Linked DNA regions of Gossypium hirsutum: region 2 is linked to region 1. Evidence: chromatin contacts called from public Hi-C data. All regions are on one chromosome and are shown on one strand. Each heading gives the region's core, a stretch centred on a gene start, on an enhancer-like site or on the middle of the called end of the contact. The rest is flanking DNA. Distances are from core to core; before and after follow the strand shown.

Region 1 (2,700 bases), core at 117-2,616:
TGATATATCCATAGGATTTGAAATTTTTGGGATTAAAAAGATATTTGTTTTATTAATTTGATCAGTCTACATTCCTTCATTCAGACGATTGAGACAAAAGATAGCTACTTCTCCAATAATCCCCAAACATTTCTGATAAAATAACGCGGGAAATCCATCTTCCCCAGGTTCCTTAGTGGGCCCTAATTCTGACAAAGCCTGCTGAATTTATTCCTTCGTGTATCTCTCCATAAGCATTGCATTATATTCTTTCGATATACATCGAGGAACTCACGACAAAACGTACTCAAATTTTGCCTTGCTGCTTGCGTAGAAAAGTTTTTGGAAATACATTCTGGCAATCATTTCCATTTCTTGTAATTTGTCCGTTTCATCTTGCATTTTACGAATCAAATTTCTTTGTCTCTTCTGTGTGGCTTGTTCGTGGAAGAAAGCTGTGTTTTTATCCCCTAATCTTAACCAGTTGACTCTTGTTCTTTGTCTCTTCGAATTTGTCTTGACCATTGCTCCAGCCCCATTTTCGTACTGTTTAGCTTGCATAAGAGATCTCCCTCAGATTGTTCCCAGATGTTTTTGACCTCATTAAAAAACGAATCCTCTAATACCCACCATGCTTAAAACTTGAATTCTTTTTGTGTTCGCTCACTGCTTTCCTTTTTGATATGAACCAATAAGGGACAATGATCAGAAAACGTATGTGGAAGATGCTGAATCTGGAATTCTGGAAAAATTCGTAACCATTCATCAGTTGCAATCTCTCTAACTGCTCGACTATTATTTTCAGGAAAATTTCCCCGTTCCCAGGTAAACCAGTTTCCATAAAACCCAATATCCGATAAATTGCATTCCTCCAATGTCTTACGAAAAGCTTCCATTCGCCATTCTTCTCGCGGTAAACCCTTTTTTTTTCAAAATTGTACAGAATTTCATTGAAATCGCCACATACCATCCACGACAAATCCCCAATAGTGCTATAAATTGGGCTTAAAACCCCCAAAATAGGAACCCCCATTCATCAAAAAAATTTCAAAAAAAATGAGAGAAAAAAAGAGATTTGAAAAAGAAATAAAGAAAAGATGGAGCTTTTTTTCAGAAAATAGGAGAAGAGGAGGGCTTCATCGTGCGCCCACTGCACCAGACTGGGTGAAGACCACTGCACCAGACTGGGGGAAGCGCTGTCGGGGGCTGAATGAAGGAGAAGAAAAAGAAAGAATGAAAGAAGAAAAGGGAAAAAAAAAAGAAAAAGAAAATGAATTTTTTTAACAGTCAGGTCGCCCCTTCCCGCGACCCGACAGCACCAGCAGGCCACAGCAGCAGCCCAGCAACTTAGCAGGCCAGAGAGCAGCCCAAAAACAAAAACACAAAAGAAAGAGAAACAAAACAAGGCCCAAAGCAAAAAAACTCCCAACAAGGCCCAGCAAGCTAGCAGGCCAGCCCGAACGATCCAGCCCAGGAGGCAGCGCAACGGGCCGGCCCAGCAGAGAGAAAAAAAAGGAGAAAAAAAAGAAGAAAAAAGAGAAGGAAAAAAAAAAGAAAAAAAGGGTTCAATTTGTGTAAACCATTCGGCCAAGCTCGTGTTTTGGATTTTTTTTCGGGAATTTCATTTATTTCACTTTTAATTTAATGCTTGTATTTTTATGCTATTTCGTTTTAATATTTTTAGTACTTTATGAATTTTTATATTTTTGTATTTATCGTTTTAATTTAATTTAATTTAATTTCAATTTAATTTTATTTAAATTATTTTAATAAATAAGGCAACGAATCAATTTAACATTAAACAGTTGATTTCATCGTTATGTTGGGTGAATATCACCGGTTTGCGTTAAACACGATACGCCCTTTTAAAAAAACGAAAAAAATTCAAAAAAATTTAAAAAAAATTTATGTTTTCAAAAAAATTTCCCGTATTTTCAAAAAATTCAATTTTTCAAATTTTTCATGTTTTCAAAAAAAAATTCCTGTGTTTCAAAAATCTTCGTGTCTTCAAAAATTCCGATGTTTTCAAAAATTTTCATGTTTTAAAAAAATTATCGTGTTTTCAAAAATTTTCGTATTTCAAAAATCCTCGTGTTTTCTAAAATTCTGGTGTTTTAAAAAATTTCGTGTTTTCAAAAAATTTCGATGATAAAAATTTTTTCGTATTTTCTAAAAACTTCCGTGTTCCAAAAATTTGCGTGTTTTCAAAAATTTTCGTGTTTTCAACAATTCTCGTGTTTCACAAATTTTCACATTTAAAAAAATCGCGTTTTCAAAAAATTTCTCGTGTCTCAAAATCGTCGCGTCTTCAAAAATTTTCGTGTTTTTAATAATTTTTGTGTCTCTAAAATTCTCGTGTTTTAAAAATTTTTCGTGTTTTCAAAAAAAAATAATTGTTTCAAAAATATTCGTGTTTCAAAAAAAATTTACCGTATTTTGATCGGATTGCGATTAACTATTAAATTGAACTTGTATTTTTGAAAATTAAGACAACGTGCGTTTAACGATATACCAATTTTGGGCGTCGCGAGGGTGTTAATACCTTCCTCGCGCGTAACCGACTCCCGAACTCTAATTTTCTCTGGATTTTCACGTAGACCTAAAATTACCTCTTTTGTAGAAAAATTTAAAAATAAATTTTTCTTCAAAAAAAGAGAATTTATTAGGTGTCCGATCACACCTAGAAAAAAGATCGGTGGCGACTCTTTTTTTTTCAAATAA
Region 2 (2,700 bases), core at 141-2,640, 45 kb before region 1:
TGTGGTAGCAAAAACAAAATAAGCAAGAACAACAATAGATAGGATCCTCCTTATACCCACCGAGATCATATACCCATATCAATGGGTTTATAGGAATTAGGGGTGTTTTCTATTAAGATGAGGACTTTTCCATTGTAGAACTAATTTTTTGAATTAAAAGTGATTTTTCATCCTAAAAGAAACTTTTAGTTGGTAGATATTGGATTAATATAATTATTTATACATATTTTAAAAAATAAATATAAAAAATTATTTTCATATTAGATTAATAAAATTATTTGTGTATGAAACATATAAACTTAAAATGATTAATCAATTAAAATAATTACATAATTGTTTATGTTGTAGTTTATAATTATGTGGTGTTGATGTATGGTCTAGCTTAAATAAACCTTGTTGAAGTGAGTTTTTTCTGTTAGAATTAAATGTCTTTCGTTTTTAATGTTGTCAGTAAGTTAAATATTAGGCATTGAGTTATAAGGTTATTTATTGGTTGGGGAAGTAATTTTAAACGAATTGCCTCTTAGTTACTGAACAAGCAATGAGAGATTGGTTGCTCGGCATTGAATTAGTAACTAGAACTAATTTATTAAAGACATTGAAGATCTCCTTGCTTCGATGATCGAATCTATGAATCAAACAAAGATTTTACCTTTGGCTAAAGTTTTTCCCTTTGAATTTTCAAAATTCCTAATTTTACTTTACTTGTTTCTTTTACTGTAAAATTATTATTGTGGATATGACCCTACTAGCCGTTATTTGCTAATATTATATTTTCAAGTAGATTTAATTTTTGTAGGTCTCGACAATCTAACACTCTTCAAATGGTCTAAGATACGCTCATTAGCCTTCAAAGATTTTAAATTATATCGAGTTTATGCAAATATAGCAAAAGTTTTTATAAAAATTGAGTTGAAAATTTTATCATATATTTAGAACATACCTTAAAGTGACCATTCTTTTCTAGAAAACTTATTTTTTTCTAGAAGAGATTGGGAAGATTTTTAGTGGAAAGAGAATGGGACGAGATATATATAAGAGAGAAAGTTGACTCTCATGATTGCTTTCTTTGTATTAAATGGGTTAATCAAGCCAACGGACAAATAAATTTCATAATCAGACACTATAACCTGAAACTCGACAGTCACTGAAATTGATAAATTTTTTTTCTTTTTGCATGTAGGACACACTCTTATATGCAACACCCATGAGTATCAAAGCATGTTAAAAGAATAACTTCTAAATAAAAAATAATTTTAAAAAATCACAATAATCAAGTCAAAATCACATAATCTAGTTAGTACAGATAAGTTCTCAGAATATGTGTACATACATATGAAGTAAATATAGTATGCCTTGAGGCTTAGGCCCATAAAAGGTTCTATGTGGGCGTTATAGTTGGTTAGTCTCGGGCTTTCCCAGCCTATAAGACACCAAGGACTAGACGTAAAAAGACCCTTATTAAGAGTTTCAAAATGCCTTTTTTTTTCTTTCTTTTACAAGTTCGTTTTACTGTTTATATTTGGAATTTATAACTACTATTTTTAATAATATTGTCTTTAGGGATCAAACCTACGTTCTCTTTTCGAGAGTGTAATGTGCCTTACCATTGTACACAACCACTTGTTGGTACTCCTTTTTCATTTTTGTTTTCTTGTTTGTTTCAATTATTTCAGTAAAAAGACCTCTCTGATCCCTCTTTATTCCGAATATACCCATAAAAGTTGTCATGTTAGCTTTATGTCACCTTTTAATAGCTAGTGACTAAAAAAGACAAAATCAAACAATTAGTTGATCATTTTGTATGTTTTTTTATAATTGGATGACCAAAATGAAACTTACCAATAATTGGATGACTACAAATATAGTTTACCCAAACAATAAATCAATCCAACTCAAAATTAGGAAAACAAATCTGCACTCGACCCAAAACAAGTCGAACAAATTCGACCTACAAACAGGTCTAATATTTTGAACATTAATCTCATTATATGTTATTATCATATTTGCTCTTTTTGATACAATGTTTAGAACTAGACATAGCCCTTCCTGAACCCTTAAATAGGAGGATAATGAGCTTCAACGCACTCGAACCCATAATCTCCTACACTAACAACAATACTAATATCAATCGAGTTAAAATACAATCCGCAACATCTCTAATATTTTGTATTAAAAAGAATGGGTTAAAATGCTCCATATATTAATTAATGTGGATAGATGGACCGTCATGTTATCTTTCATTCCAAAGATCATGTAGATATGGAATCATGAGTGGTTGGGCTGTATATGTAATGCATTGCGTCGTTTACTCCCATTGATGATCTCATTTAGAATTCTTGTCCTGCTCATCCGTACTCTGCAATTCAAAGAATATATATATTCATAAACATTAAAAAAACATATGTAAATATTTTGAAATTTATATAATAAAAATTATTAGTATCAATATATATAAATATTATTTTATAGGGAAGGGACCCGTTTATATCTGTTCAACTATTGAATTTATCGATATAATTGTACTTGTCGTGCATGCAAATTTTTAAACCGATCCGATATCTCCCTCGTATCAATCTAAAATGTTATATATAAATCATTATTAAACAGTTGAATTGTTAAAATTCTAATCGTATAAAGAGTTACGAAAGGGATCCCTCCTTTACTTTATAATATATATGATTATAGTACGATAAAATA

The links. Hi-C and Micro-C count contacts between places; a contact is called where the count stands out from the background.
Region 2: a Hi-C map of leaf shows a contact between it and region 1, with 2.3 times the contacts expected there. The contact joins two enhancer-like sites. A contact is called at or near these places in 10 of 34 Hi-C or Micro-C datasets (anther, fibers and leaf).

Annotation. Positions count from the first base shown.
Region 1 is chrD13:60,532,432-60,535,131 of Gossypium_hirsutum_v2.1, reverse strand. LOC107932061 (a long non-coding RNA gene) reads left to right here. Exons shown (of 5, transcript XR_001693331.2): 5 at 1-1,674. Among protein-coding and RNA genes, the nearest start is that of LOC107932061, 4.1 kb to the left of the region's middle. Within about 2 kb of position 1,366, at least 7 of the 9 cell types and tissues checked have an H3K27ac peak or open chromatin away from gene starts, as enhancers often do. A contact at or near this core is called in leaf, where this site is marked.
Region 2 is chrD13:60,577,026-60,579,725 of Gossypium_hirsutum_v2.1, reverse strand. No RefSeq gene overlaps it. Among protein-coding and RNA genes, the nearest start is that of LOC107932034, 4.5 kb to the left of the region's middle. Within about 2 kb of position 1,390, at least 1 of the 9 cell types and tissues checked has an H3K27ac peak or open chromatin away from gene starts, as enhancers often do. A contact at or near this core is called in leaf, where this site is marked.